Regions from separate parts of the Hordeum vulgare genome. Here region 1 is linked to region 2. The links are chromatin contacts, called in public Hi-C maps. All regions are on one chromosome and are shown on one strand. Each heading gives the region's core, a stretch centred on a gene start, on an enhancer-like site or on the middle of the called end of the contact. The rest is flanking DNA. Distances are from core to core; before and after follow the strand shown. Region 1 holds the start of LOC123429591 (RNA-binding protein 39-like). Region 2 holds the start of LOC123429570 (DNA polymerase epsilon catalytic subunit A-like).

What was found. Hi-C and Micro-C count contacts between places; a contact is called where the count stands out from the background.
Region 1: a contact with region 2 is called in a Hi-C map of leaf, with 8 times the contacts expected there. The contact joins the promoter of LOC123429591 here to the promoter of LOC123429570 in region 2. A contact is called at or near these places in 4 of 6 Hi-C or Micro-C datasets (leaf and seedling).

Annotation. Positions count from the first base shown.
Region 1 is chr1H:235,657,247-235,660,394 of MorexV3_pseudomolecules_assembly, reverse strand. LOC123429591 (RNA-binding protein 39-like) reads left to right here and starts at 1,383. Exons shown (of 13, transcript XM_045113621.1): 1 at 1,383-2,101. The coding sequence starts at 1,500.
Region 2 is chr1H:234,680,365-234,683,506 of MorexV3_pseudomolecules_assembly, reverse strand. It overlaps LOC123429570 (DNA polymerase epsilon catalytic subunit A-like), which reads left to right and starts at 1,596. Exons shown (of 49, transcript XM_045113602.1): 1 at 1,596-2,014; 2 at 2,593-2,658; 3 at 2,758-2,817; 4 at 2,958-3,053. The coding sequence starts at 1,784.

The DNA.
Region 1 (3,148 bases), core at 134-2,633, 980 kb before region 2:
TCATTGTAACACACATTTTCTGAACATTTTCACAACACCCTAGTGATTTATTTTCTGAGCGGAGACTACCATGCTCAAGTTAAAAAACCAGGGAATCACAAGCATTGCTTCATATTTTTGACAGCAGAAGGTTAATTTTGCACAACGACATTGCAACACAAGATATATTTACAGAGGAACTCACCGAATTTGCATAGAAACCGTAGGTCGGATTTTCTGGGAAGAACATGGTTGGATTTCTGTAGCAGGATCCATCGGATCTTTGAGCAAAAGTTGAAGTTGAAGCAAGCATGTCTTTATAGATGTGTCGTGTCATGATGGTCCAAACAGTCGAGAGGGGGGGGGGCTCCCATACCGCGATTCGCTGCACGCGAGAGAGATCTGCCGGTGGAGCAGGGGCGGAATGACGACAGAGGTTGGCAGGCGGGAGGGTGAAGTCGCCGCAGGTCGCATCGCCGCCCGTGATCCGCGGGGGTTCAGGTGGGGACTTGTCTGTTCTTTCTTACCATTTCAATGCAACAATCCAGATGCTACGAAGGGCGTCGGTGCGCTGCTGCTCAGGTGGTGCGGTGCCGGGACTTAATCGAACGGTGGGGGCTCGTACGATCAGACGACTACTGAGACGGCTTACGATTGAAACAAATCAGCCGACAGATTTGTAGCAGCCGCCTAAAAAAATGCTAAACTTGTCTTTCTACTAATGCAACATGTTTTTTTCGTAGTACAAATGCAAGCGCTCATATATACGCGCATACACTCACATCTATGAACGTACATATGCACACACTATCTTTATGAGCATCTTCGAGAGATTGAACCGACATATCATCTTGAGATTTATCGTACACACCTCGTTGTCGACGTGAACGTCTATTTCCATTGAATGTAGATCGCCGAAAATCCTGAAATAAATTCAGAAATAGTGCAACCATCATGAGACCTTTATCCGTTTGAACATGTTATTAGGACCGACATCCTTGCACCTTGGCATGATACCGATCTAGGGTCTGTTTGGTTCCCAACCTAAGGTTGCGACGCCTAACCTTAGTCATGCCACAACATTTAAGACATGTGTTTGGTTCATTGTCATACCTGTGGCTTGCCACACTTTTCTAGTTATATAGTTCACATGTCATAGGCTCAACTTTTTGTCAAATTTTATCACACTTGTGGTGATCATTTTGTTATCCACACCTTTATGACAGCCACATTTTGCCTAAATTTAGTTATGACAAGCTTAGCCATGAACCAAACAGGTCCCTAGTTTTATCTAACGGCCATCAGCGCTGTAATCCAATGGTTAAAAATGGTCCGGCCGATGGGCGGCTAGTACTACTGGCCATTCCATTTTGATAGTACCTTGTCGTGGCTTCTGTATTCGTAGCAAAGACTAGCGGCCCAATCCCTCTAGGGTTTTTGTAGCTTTTGTTTCCCTCGTTCCTCTCGTGGAGTCGCCGTCTAGGGTTTCCGCTTCCTCCCCCATCCAGTCCCCCACCGCCATGGACTTTGACGAGTACGACTACTTGGAGAAGGCAGTCGAGCCGTCAGTCCCCTCAACCAACGGTGGGGGTGAGAAGGACCGCAGCTCGCGCCGCCGCTCCTCCACCGCCGGCGGCGGCGGTCGCGACCAAGAGGAGCGCGGATCGAAGCGTCCTCGCTCGGGAGAAGACCGCGAGCGGCACCGCAGCGGCCGTGAGCACCGCGACCGGGAAGACGGGAAGGAGAAGGCCGACCGCGAGAAGGTTAGGGAGAAGGACGAGGGCCGCGACCGCGAGAAGGTTAGGGAGAAGGACGGGGGCCGCAGCCGAGAGAAGGTTAGGGAGAAGGATGAGAGCCGCGACCCTGAGAAGGTTAGGGAGAAGGAAGAGAGCCGGGACCGAGAGAAGGTCAGGGAGAAGGATGGCAGCCGCGACCGTGAGAAGGTTAGGGAAAAGGAGCGGGAGGGTAGGGACAGGCTTATGGAGAGGGAAAATGGGAGGGAGCGGAGGAGCCGTAGCCGCTCAGAGCGGCGCCGTGGGGAGGAGGAGGAGATGGTGAGGGAGCTCCAGCGGGAGCGTGAACGCAGCGACCGCCACCGTGACTACAGAGACCGTGATTTCAGGTACAATCCCCTAGTACTATCGCTCTTGGAATATGGAGGTTAATTTTCTAGGCAGAAATCCATTGGCCCTGTTTGGTGTCCTGTGAAATTCCTACGACATCACTGTAAATTTTTGTTCCAGAGAATGAGCATACTTTATCCCTGTGAGATTTTTTACTCATATTTGTTTGTGTTAGATAAAAAATTGTGTGGTGTAAGAGCATCTCTAGCAGACCCCGTATAATGCCTGACCCGCAAAATAGCCGCCAAAATACGGGGCGGAAAATGCTGCCAGACCAGACCCCGCAAACCAGACCCCGCAAACGCGTCCGGCCCGTAATTTTTTTTGCGGGGCGCGGCAAAATCCCCTCCCCGACCCGCGAAAACACAGGTTTCCGCCTCGCCTATACGGTGCCCTGTATCCCAGGGAAACGGTTGGCGGGGCGGACCCGTGCCCTTTCCCCACCCCCTTCCGCCGCCGCCCGGCCATTGGTTCCGCCAGTCCGCCGCCGGCGATTTTGCCAAATCTGCGGGTTGAATCGCGCCGCCGGGGCGCCCCTGCCCTCTTCTACCGAGCCGCCGCACCGGCTCCCCCGGATCCGCCAATCCACCGCGGCGGGAGAGCCGCCGCCGGAGATGGAGTTGAGCCTGTGCGAGAAGTTTTTGCTCTAGGATTCATCCGATTCGGATGACTTAGATGTTGAAACGATGCTTCTCACATTTCGTCAGCAGAGTTTGGTAATGGCCCTTGCTGTGAAGGAGCACGAAGACGAGCACCGAAAGAGGCGGCGAGGATCGACTATCGGCCGTCTTTGCATTCCTCAAAATCGTCATCTCGGGAACGAGATGCTGATGCGAGACTACTTCGCCGCCAATCCAACATACTCGCCACACCTCTTTCGGAGAAGGTACCGTATGCGCAGATCCCTTTTTGTAAAAATTGTTCAAGCTTGCTAGGCCAATTGTTGATATTTTGCTCAAAGGAGGAATGCCGTGGGCTTGAAGGGATTTAGTGCATATCAAAAAATCTCGGCAGCTATGTGGGTAATTTCATACGGCGTTCTGGCT
Region 2 (3,142 bases), core at 347-2,846:
GGGTTCTTCCTAGATATCGACGACGACGAGTAGCTGGTATCCCAGCTACGATCTGACCCTAGGGTGGGTCTGTAGTATAGTCAGGCCACGTGCCTTCTAGTTTCATCTCTATGTATTCAGACAGTTTAATTACTTCCGCTGGCTTGTAACTTGAATGACTGTTATGATGGGTCGTGAGACCCCTACTGTGTAATATTATCTGTGCGGCTCTTCCGAGCCACTTAAATAAAGCTTGTATGTTTATGGTTATGTTGTGATGCCATCGATGTATCTATACATATCGGTATGCCATGCGTACGTGTGTCTTACTTGATATGTATGGGGTTCGATTACCTAGCCGTAGACTTTAGTAGCATTCCTTACAGGGAAATGCCCCTTTGTGATCCAACGAGCCATGGTAGCTCGCTACTGCTCCGGACACATTGGTTGACCGACGTGTGTCCTTCTTAGCTGCTGTGTCTATCCCCTTGGGGAAATGTTACGCGATGTAATGCAGTCCTTGTAGCTTGCTACTACTCGTCTACATTCGCTGGTGACCGACACCTGCTTTGCTGGGTCATGTATGCCTGTCCCTGTGCGGAACTGCCACTTTGGTTTATGACTAGACATGTCGATCCGGGTCTTTGTCATCGGATTGCTAGCGACACAAGTGCATACGCGAGTCAAAAGGCGCAAACGGTCCCGGCTAAGGTAAGCTTGCAGCCGTGGGGTTAACCGTGCGTGAGACCGCAAAGAGATGCGATGTGTTACAGGCTGGATTCCTATGACTTAGGATCGGGATCCCGACAACCACCTACAACTCGGCAAAAGGGGCAAGCCATTACCTACAAAAGAACGGTGATCAATAAGAACTCATTCCACATCAGAATTGAAAGTTGACATTTGATCGTGTTGGAAGCCCCACCCGTAATTTCCCCTGAAATCTCAATTTCCCGGAAATATAATGGGAAAAACGAAAACAGGAAAACAGGAAACAACAGGGCGATTTACTAGGGACAACCACACCGACACGACCACGACGGAAAAGGTCACGACACCGGGACGGACGCCGGCAGGACAACCACAGCGAGACGCACGGCCGCAACACGGCCACAACACGGCCACAACACGGCCACAACGGGACGTACGCCGGCAGGACGATCACAACGGAACGAATGACGGTAGCGAACGTCGGTCGCGAGACGGGACGAAGCAAATCTGAACAAATAGATCGAAGGATTATTAGAAAACCTAAATTGTTCAGGGGCTTAATTGCAAAAAGGGAAAACCAGAAAAACGAAAACCAGAAATAACGGGACTCTTCCCTGCGCGACAAGTGTCACGCGCGGAGCACTGTTGAAAGGTCTCCAACGCGCTCAGAACGCGACACTTGTCGCGTGAAGGATACACCCCGCCTAACCGTTGCGAGGTGTACTTCCTGACTAGTGATTTCGGATTTTGGGAATAGTTTCGAATTAAAATCTGCTGGGCCAAGGCCTGCTAAGGGAAGGAGTAGGGATTGCACGTGCGGTGGTTAGGAAGCGGGAAAAAAGGAAAAGTAGCCCGCCAAAAACCAAAACGGCAGCGCGGCCAAATACGCGCCTCCTCCAGAAAAAAAAAGGAAAAAAAAAACTCACGTCGCAAACCCCATCGCGCGGTTCGCTCCAATCCCCGTCTCCCCGCCGCCACAGCGCCTCTCGCCGTTCGCTGGCGCCCCTGGTCCAGCCCGTTCCCTCCGCCATTCAAGAAGCTCCATCCCGGCCGGCGACCCCCCCTCTCCCCAGCTTACCGAGGGCAGCCGAGCATGAGCGGCGGTGATGGCCGGCGACGGAGACCGTCGGCCGGAGGAGGTGGAGGCGGCGGTGGCGGTGGCGGCGGCGGCGGCGGCAGCTGGGGCGGTCGGAGGTCTGGATCTTCGGCGGCAAAGGAGCAGCGGCTACGGCTGGGCGCGGAGGAACTCCTCGAGGGCCGGCTTGGCTTCGCGCCCTACACCCAAGGCGACCGCCGGCTTGGCTGGCTCCTCACCTTCTCCCCCGTGAGTTCCCTCTAGATCCCGCCGCTCTAGCTTCAATTTCGCGTCGACCGTATTATGGAATTAGCAGCTGTCTGCAGAGTCTGTTAAATACTGCCTCTGTAAACAAATATAAAATCATTTAGATCACTAAAATAGTGATCTAAACGCTCTTATATTTCATTACGGAAGAAGTACTTCTCATTTCAAGCGCAGTCGCTTGAGAAATTGACAGATCAGTAGGGTGTGTAGACCACCCAGGTAATGCAGAGTGTGAAATCATGGAAGGAATTGTTTACTTCCATTATCTATTTTTTTGTACTTCAAGTCCACAGTGTTGAGTGGTGAGTCTGCTTCTACTGTCGGTATAGTGAAATGTCGTCTCTGACAGCAACTTAAAGTAACAATGAAATTACTTGAAGCTGCAGAATTTCCATGGTTCCACAAGAATGAACAACTATTTTTCAAAGCAAAATTTTGTGCATTATACAAGTGAATTAACTGATAAAATATCTGAAAAGCACGCATAATGCTGCTGCCATATTTTAACTGATAAAATAGGCTTTCTTATGTGATTTCTTACACTGCAATAACACCTGCAGTCATCATGGGAGGACGAGGATACAGGGAAAATCTACAGCTGTGTTGACCTGTACTTTGTGTCCCAGGTAAACAAAGCGCAACTACACTAACACTGTTTGACCTTCTTGCCCCCCAAAAAAACACTGTTTGACTTGCCATGTCTAATTGTTTATGCTTTTGTGCAGGATGGTTCTACATTTAAAGTGAAGTACAAGTTCCCACCTTATTTTTATGCTGCAACTAAGGTGAGCTTAAGATTTTCTGAGGGATCTGTTCTCGTATCCCATCAAAGTATAGATGTCACAAAGTCACAATATTTCTGTGAACTTTCCTGATGAATCTGTTCCTTGTCTGATATTCTATTTTTGTGAATTGAAATGTTCAGGAGAAGACGGAGTTGGAAGTTGAGGCATATCTCAGGCGACGTTATGAAGGGGAAATCGCTGATATAGAAATAATTGAAAAAGAGGATCTGGATCTTGTACGTCCCTTAATATGCATCCTTAATTCAGTATATCCTTTTGTATGCATCAGAAAATGCAATAATTGTGATGAGTTTGGTTCTATGTT